Regions from separate parts of the Gossypium hirsutum genome. Here region 1 is linked to region 2. A link is a contact called in public Hi-C data. All regions are on one chromosome and are shown on one strand. The core of a region is the stretch at or near the end of the contact, and the rest is flanking DNA. Distances in the headings are between cores, read along the strand shown.

Evidence for each region. Hi-C and Micro-C count contacts between places; a contact is called where the count stands out from the background.
Region 1: a contact with region 2 is called in a Hi-C map of leaf, with 2.6 times the contacts expected there. The contact joins the promoter of LOC107913292 here to the promoter of LOC107911113 in region 2. A contact is called at or near these places in 3 of 34 Hi-C or Micro-C datasets (leaf and petal).

What each region holds. Positions count from the first base shown.
Region 1 is chrD11:28,585,379-28,588,394 of Gossypium_hirsutum_v2.1, forward strand. LOC107913292 (ADP-ribosylation factor-like protein 8a) reads left to right here and starts at 1,501. Exons shown (of 6, transcript XM_016841837.2): 1 at 1,501-1,899; 2 at 2,652-2,733; 3 at 2,859-2,891. The coding sequence starts at 1,862.
Region 2 is chrD11:28,445,085-28,448,156 of Gossypium_hirsutum_v2.1, forward strand. It overlaps LOC107911113, which reads right to left and starts at 1,274. Exons shown (of 5, transcript XM_041104002.1): 1 at 887-1,274; 2 at 368-515; 3 at 1-4. The coding sequence starts at 1,171.

The DNA.
Region 1 (3,016 bases), core at 251-2,750, 140 kb after region 2:
GCTTCCATTTTTAAAATACAATTGCTCCATTCTTTAGTAGAGGGACTTGTTTACTCCCTTATGATAATACAGGGACTTTTGGGTACTTTCACCTAATTTAAACTATTCAAATGCATAGATAATCAATAACCATATAATATTACTTAAAAATAATAAAATATTATTATACTAACAGTTTAAATATTGAATTACACTTTATATTAAATCTTAAATTATATTCACATTTATGGATAAATAATATCTTATTATTTTAAATTATTTATTAATTGAAGATAAATTTTTTATTATATTAAAACTAGAAAAACATTAGAATAGATAAATTTTAATAAAATATTATATTACACTTTATATTAAAATAATTAATCATATATTTTAAAATAATAATTACTCACATTAATTAAATAGAGTTTTAATATCTATACTTCTATTTAAGCCCCAGTTAATGTTATAAATTAACTAGACACCAACTCGATCAAAAAAATTATGAAAATGGCTTTTAATAATTAAAATAAGTTATATCATTCAAAGGTATTTTAGTCTTTTACTTTTTAAAAAAATCAATAAAAAAATCCCATGTGTTTAGATTTGAAACGGTATTATTTACATTAATAAAACATTAACTTTACTACTAAATCCAAACTTTATTGTAATATAATATTTAAATTTTAATTGTGTTATGTATGCTTTATTACCTCCGTCGATTATATATCTATACTAACATATTTATTTATTTATAATATATATAAAAATATGAGTTTGAAAAACTTTTGAACGGATGAAAATACACTTTATTTTTCATCATACTATTAAATTCACATTTTAAGATAAAAAATTGAAGTAAAATAGAAATTGTGATAATTGTTATACATTTAAAAGAAATTATAATTTAATTTGCAATTATTAGTTAAAAAATATTGTGCTAATTTTAAAATAGAGTTAGTACTTAAATAGAACTCTAATTATGAAGTATAGGAAAAAATTGTGATAATTATAATTATAATATAAATTGTTAGTTAAAAGAAATTTTATATATTAATTTTATTGATGTAAAATAGAAGTATTACTTGAATAGAATTTCAACTATTATTTAATTAATATATTAAAATTAATTATGTTAATTTTTTATATGTATTTTAAGTACGTACACATGTGTGATAACAATTTTAGTATAATTAATTAAATTAGAATAATTAAACGCATAAATATAATTTAAAGAAAATATAGCTACAAGTTACATTAAAAGTTAGTTGAAATAAAATAGTACAACTCTGTCACCTTAATTCTCCTGTACAACTTCTATTAGATCATCTTCAATTAGAGGTGAATGCCACTCTCCAATCACCTCCTCAAAACGTCTGCACGATGCACCAATGAAATTCGTTCGTGAACGCCACTCGCCAAAATTGAGACCGTTGATTGTTCAATCTATTTCTTCCTCCGAACTACTCTCACAGTGTTCTACGGAATCTTTTTCTACCAAATAGAGAAAATATTGTTTTTGCCTGTTTGACTTAAATTAGAGGTAAAAGATCCAATAGAATCTAAACCGTCCATAAATTTCCCAATCACTCACTATCAACGGCTGATATTTTCCTCAAAAATGAATAATTTCTTTTTCTTTCAACTACCCCTAATCCCACCGTAATCTGGAGAGTCCAATTTGGCTGTTTATTTATTATGGAAAGGAAATAATTCGAAGTAAGGAATTCAGTGAAAATAAATTTAAAATAAAAATAAAAATCAGCAGGCCAGAAGGGAGGGAAGGAAAAGCCAGGGGCTTTGTGAGATCTCTGGCTCTCTCTTCCTGTTTTTCTCTTCGAAAATTTACTAAAGAAGGCTTTTTTTTTTGTGATCTCTTCTAATGGGTTTATTGGAAGCTTTTCTCAATTGGCTTCGAAGGTAGGTTTTTTTTTGGTTTGTTGCAATGCCACTCTTTTATTAATTTCTGCTGTTTTGTTTTGTTTTTTTTTCTTTTCCTTTTTTAAATTTTAGGTGATGTATTGGATTGGATAGAGAATTATGATTTATATAAAGTTGGGTTTCATCTTTTTAAGCTAAAAAGAAGTAAAATTTTCATCTTTTGTTTGAGAATACAGTAAAATTACTTCTATTGTTAAGAATGTTATATCGAAATTAGTAAATTGATGTGTGGTTCATGAACCAAATGAATAATAGACGATTGATTGTTTTTCTTCTTAGAAAAAACAATAATGGTTCACTACATATTTAATGTAATTTTAATGAGTCAATGGTTTAATTTATTTTTTAATTTCTATATTAGAATGGGGGTAGATTACCATACCATCGCCTCTGCAGATAAGGAAATCTGTGTAAAAAGGAAAATTTTCAAAGACAAGGAAGAGCTGTGTGGATGGTTCAATTCTCTTCTGCTCCACACTTACTTGAGATCTAATTTAAGTTATGAATGCTTTTTGGGTTTCATGTGCTTGGTGGAAAATTAGTTTTGTTTTTATGGAATTCACATACTTTTCAGTTAGTTTTCTGTGACTTTTATTGATTTACATGTTTGGAGAATTCTTTAAATGAATGCTAAATTGCTAATTTGTGAGCTTTATCCTTCTAGATTGTTATTTAAGTTGACCTCTGTAGTTCAACCTTCATGGTATGAGGGCTTACTTGTTGTTTTGCAGCCTGTTTTTCAAGCAGGAAATGGAGCTATCTTTGATAGGACTTCAGAATGCTGGAAAAACCTCACTAGTAAATGTTGTTGCAGTAAGTAAATTAAGAAACTCAATGTAAATGTCACCGCAGTACTAAGGGTCCATTGCTAGCAATGTAGTATTGTTTTGCTTTATTCTGTGGCTTGACCTTAAGTTGGCTTGTTGGTTTTTTCTCAGACTGGTGGATATAGTGAAGATATGATCCCAACGGTGAGTCATCTTGTCTAAGAGGATCTGTATTTGCATCTTCACTTTTTTTTCTTCTTTTTAAATTTGTGAATTGGTATGATATTACTTTCCAAGGCTTTTTTTTTTTCTGTCATAGAAGTAAGGTA
Region 2 (3,072 bases), core at 24-2,523:
TCATCTGACAGCAAACAAATAACTCTCAAACCTCAAATACCATAACGTAGATAACCCTTCCGAGAGCTAGCTCAGAAGATAAGAGCAAATGCACAAACACATTGCAATATCAACACCAATCCAGTATCCTGTAATAACAGTTCAAATTTATTCAAAAGCAATAGGTAGAATCCCTTTGAAAAGTTTCATTAGTAACCTAAATAGGCTGCCCTTTTTTCCCATTCACTAAACTCTGAATCTAGAACCAATCATTTGAGACTAATGTAGTAGCAAAAGAAACAAGGAAAGAAAAGGTTGAACAATGCAGACTGTAAAAACATTTCTCCAATTGCAGCAAGAGATGAAAATGAGGCAAAGAGGTACTCACCTACGTGGTCAAATACTATCCCAGGAGTAGAATTTTTAAATAAACGAACTCCACTTTCATTTACCACGCTATCAGCATCTGAGACATTACAGGCATCCTTCACTATCACTAAGTGCTTCTCTAACATGTTATCCAAAAGCTTTTGTGCCTGCTTATGACTTTGTGAGTTAGCAAACAAAACAAAATAGCACTTGATATATATGATTTAAACATTATGAATTGAAAATTACTAAAACTGAGTCCTTTTAAGTTGTAGAACTGATCTGAAATACCTCCATTAAAGTTCCTTCGAAGAAAATTAGACTTTCCGGCAGTGCACTCAAATTTGATGCCAAATTATGGTGAAAAAAAATGAGTCTTATGGAAACTATCAATCCAATAAACATGATTCAACACTCGACATGGAATCTAAGAGTTCATATTTTTTTGAAGTAGATATTAATCCAATTATTTGCAAAATTACCCAGATAAGCTAATGCTAAAACAACAAAGATAGAAACATGGAAAAAGGTTGGGAACCTTGAGTTGGTAGTTTTTAAGCTTCTGGGGGTGCTTTCTCTGATCTATTTCATCAGCTTTATCAACATAATCATCTGTATCTGGGGTTGAATTTGAAACGAGGTTGTTTCTTGTTGTTTGTGTTGTTACAGTGGAGCTGTTGGAACCGTTAGCAGTGAAAGTGGCGGTAGTGGTTGCGGCTATAGATTGAATGGCAGCTTTCCACTCGGCGTCCCCGTCTTCTTCGCTGCTGCTGCTGCCGCCGCCGCTACTGGTTGGTCTTGCCATTGCTAAACCCGCAATCATCACCGTTGGAATATAACCCCTGTGGGATAAATAATTGGACTCTTTTAGGCTTGCTTTGTTCTATCCATGTAGGCCAAGCCTGGCTTAAATTTTTGACAAAATGGGCCTAAGAATTAATCTAAATGCATGGACTTTTTTAGAATTTTAATGATAAGAATCCTTTGACTTTAAATTACATGTTTCAATGGATCTAATTTTACTTTTGAATTGCCATCACCAAATCATTTGAATTTAATTTTGTTGCCCACTTTGGTTACGTTCCACTCTGAAAATGCTATTTAGTTTATTTTAATTAAAAGTTAAATTAAATTATTTAGCTCAATTCTTATAATAATTTATTCTCATATTGCTTAATAAACTTAAAACTTAAAGTGATATTACTTAAAATTAAGATGGTTTGTGGGTTCTATGCTTAGGAAAAAAACTGTTTAAAAAATATAAATTCTAAATTGTGAAATTGGTTTTTAATTTAATATTAACAAAAGGACTTAAATTTTGAAATTTAAAAGTAAAATAAATTAATTTTTTTAAAATAAAAATAGGGAGAGTTAAAAATCAATTTTTTTGGTTTTAATTCTGCTAGTTATTCAATCAAAACCCAAATTTATCATTAAAAATTGTTCCCAACAACATTTGCAAATCACACGTAATTGTAAAGCTTGATCTTTTCTCTCTTTCTTTCAGAGATAAAAAAATATTAAGCTTTCAAAGTCGACTAAATTAGGCTTAAGAGTCCCTTTTTTTTTTAATTAGGTCTTTAGGCTATTTTTTTTATTTAGCGAAATAGGCCGTTTTTAAGTTGAACGCGCTTTTCCTTTCTCTCTCCTAAAAACTCTAATCATTTATAATATTTTTAAGGTTAGTGTTAGAGCTTGGTGTATATTTTAGGGTTTATAGTTTTTTGAAAGGCTTTAGGGTTTAAAACTGCGAAAGTTCATAGCTAGATTTAAGGGGTTGGGGCTGTGATAACACGCCTCAGAACACATACATTTCATATGTCATGGCGGGATAAGACCATCACCTCAGAAACCCATCGTGGGGAAATCTAGTTTTGAGGTAATAATGCTTGATACGATTAGGGGGTCGAAGTTTAGGTGGAGGTCCCAGTCGCCGACCGTGATACGGTCATGGGTTCTAATATAACCGGGGGGACAGGTGATAGTCGTTATGCAATCAGGTGTTCAAGCTTTTTGGATACCCCCAAACGATGCCCTATATATACCATATATAAGATTGAGACCATAATCATACGAAAAAAATCTGGGAACTTCCAGTGTAATCAACGTAAATTTTTTCTCTATTTCCAAACAGCCGGTATCTTTGACCTTTCATTCTTATCTGAAAGCTGACACCGAGGTGGACACAAAAGGGCTCTCAGGTGGAGAGCAGATGTTCCGGCACAGTAGAGGTCAAACTCAGGTCGGCGCGACAGTGGTTGTAGTTACTAATAGCTTGTTTAATAACGACAATAGTCATCGCCCTTAAAAGAGCATCACCTTTACTTCACCACAATAGTTGCTACTCGCTTCAGAGTCTTCTTGCGTCCACAATGGTGCCGAACTTTGAATAAGAAGGAAGGTTAAAGGTACTGGTTGCATGGAAATGGAGAAAACGGTAGTCGCCACCAAACCCACGACTGCAGTAGGAACAGGCAACCACCATCGACATCATATTTGGTACTGTGGCCCGACACATCTCCTTGTACAACATGGATAAGACGACAGATCCCCAACTTGGTTTTTCACATTTATTGAAGTCCACTAGATGTAGTAGTCACCTTACGTGCATCAAATTTGAGATTTTTCAGGCATTAAAATGCCCCTGATTAACCTCAAGATGAATGCTCAGGCGTATTATTCTATAATCTCCTCCGTTGGGTCTTCAGGGAGCTCGTCAAAATT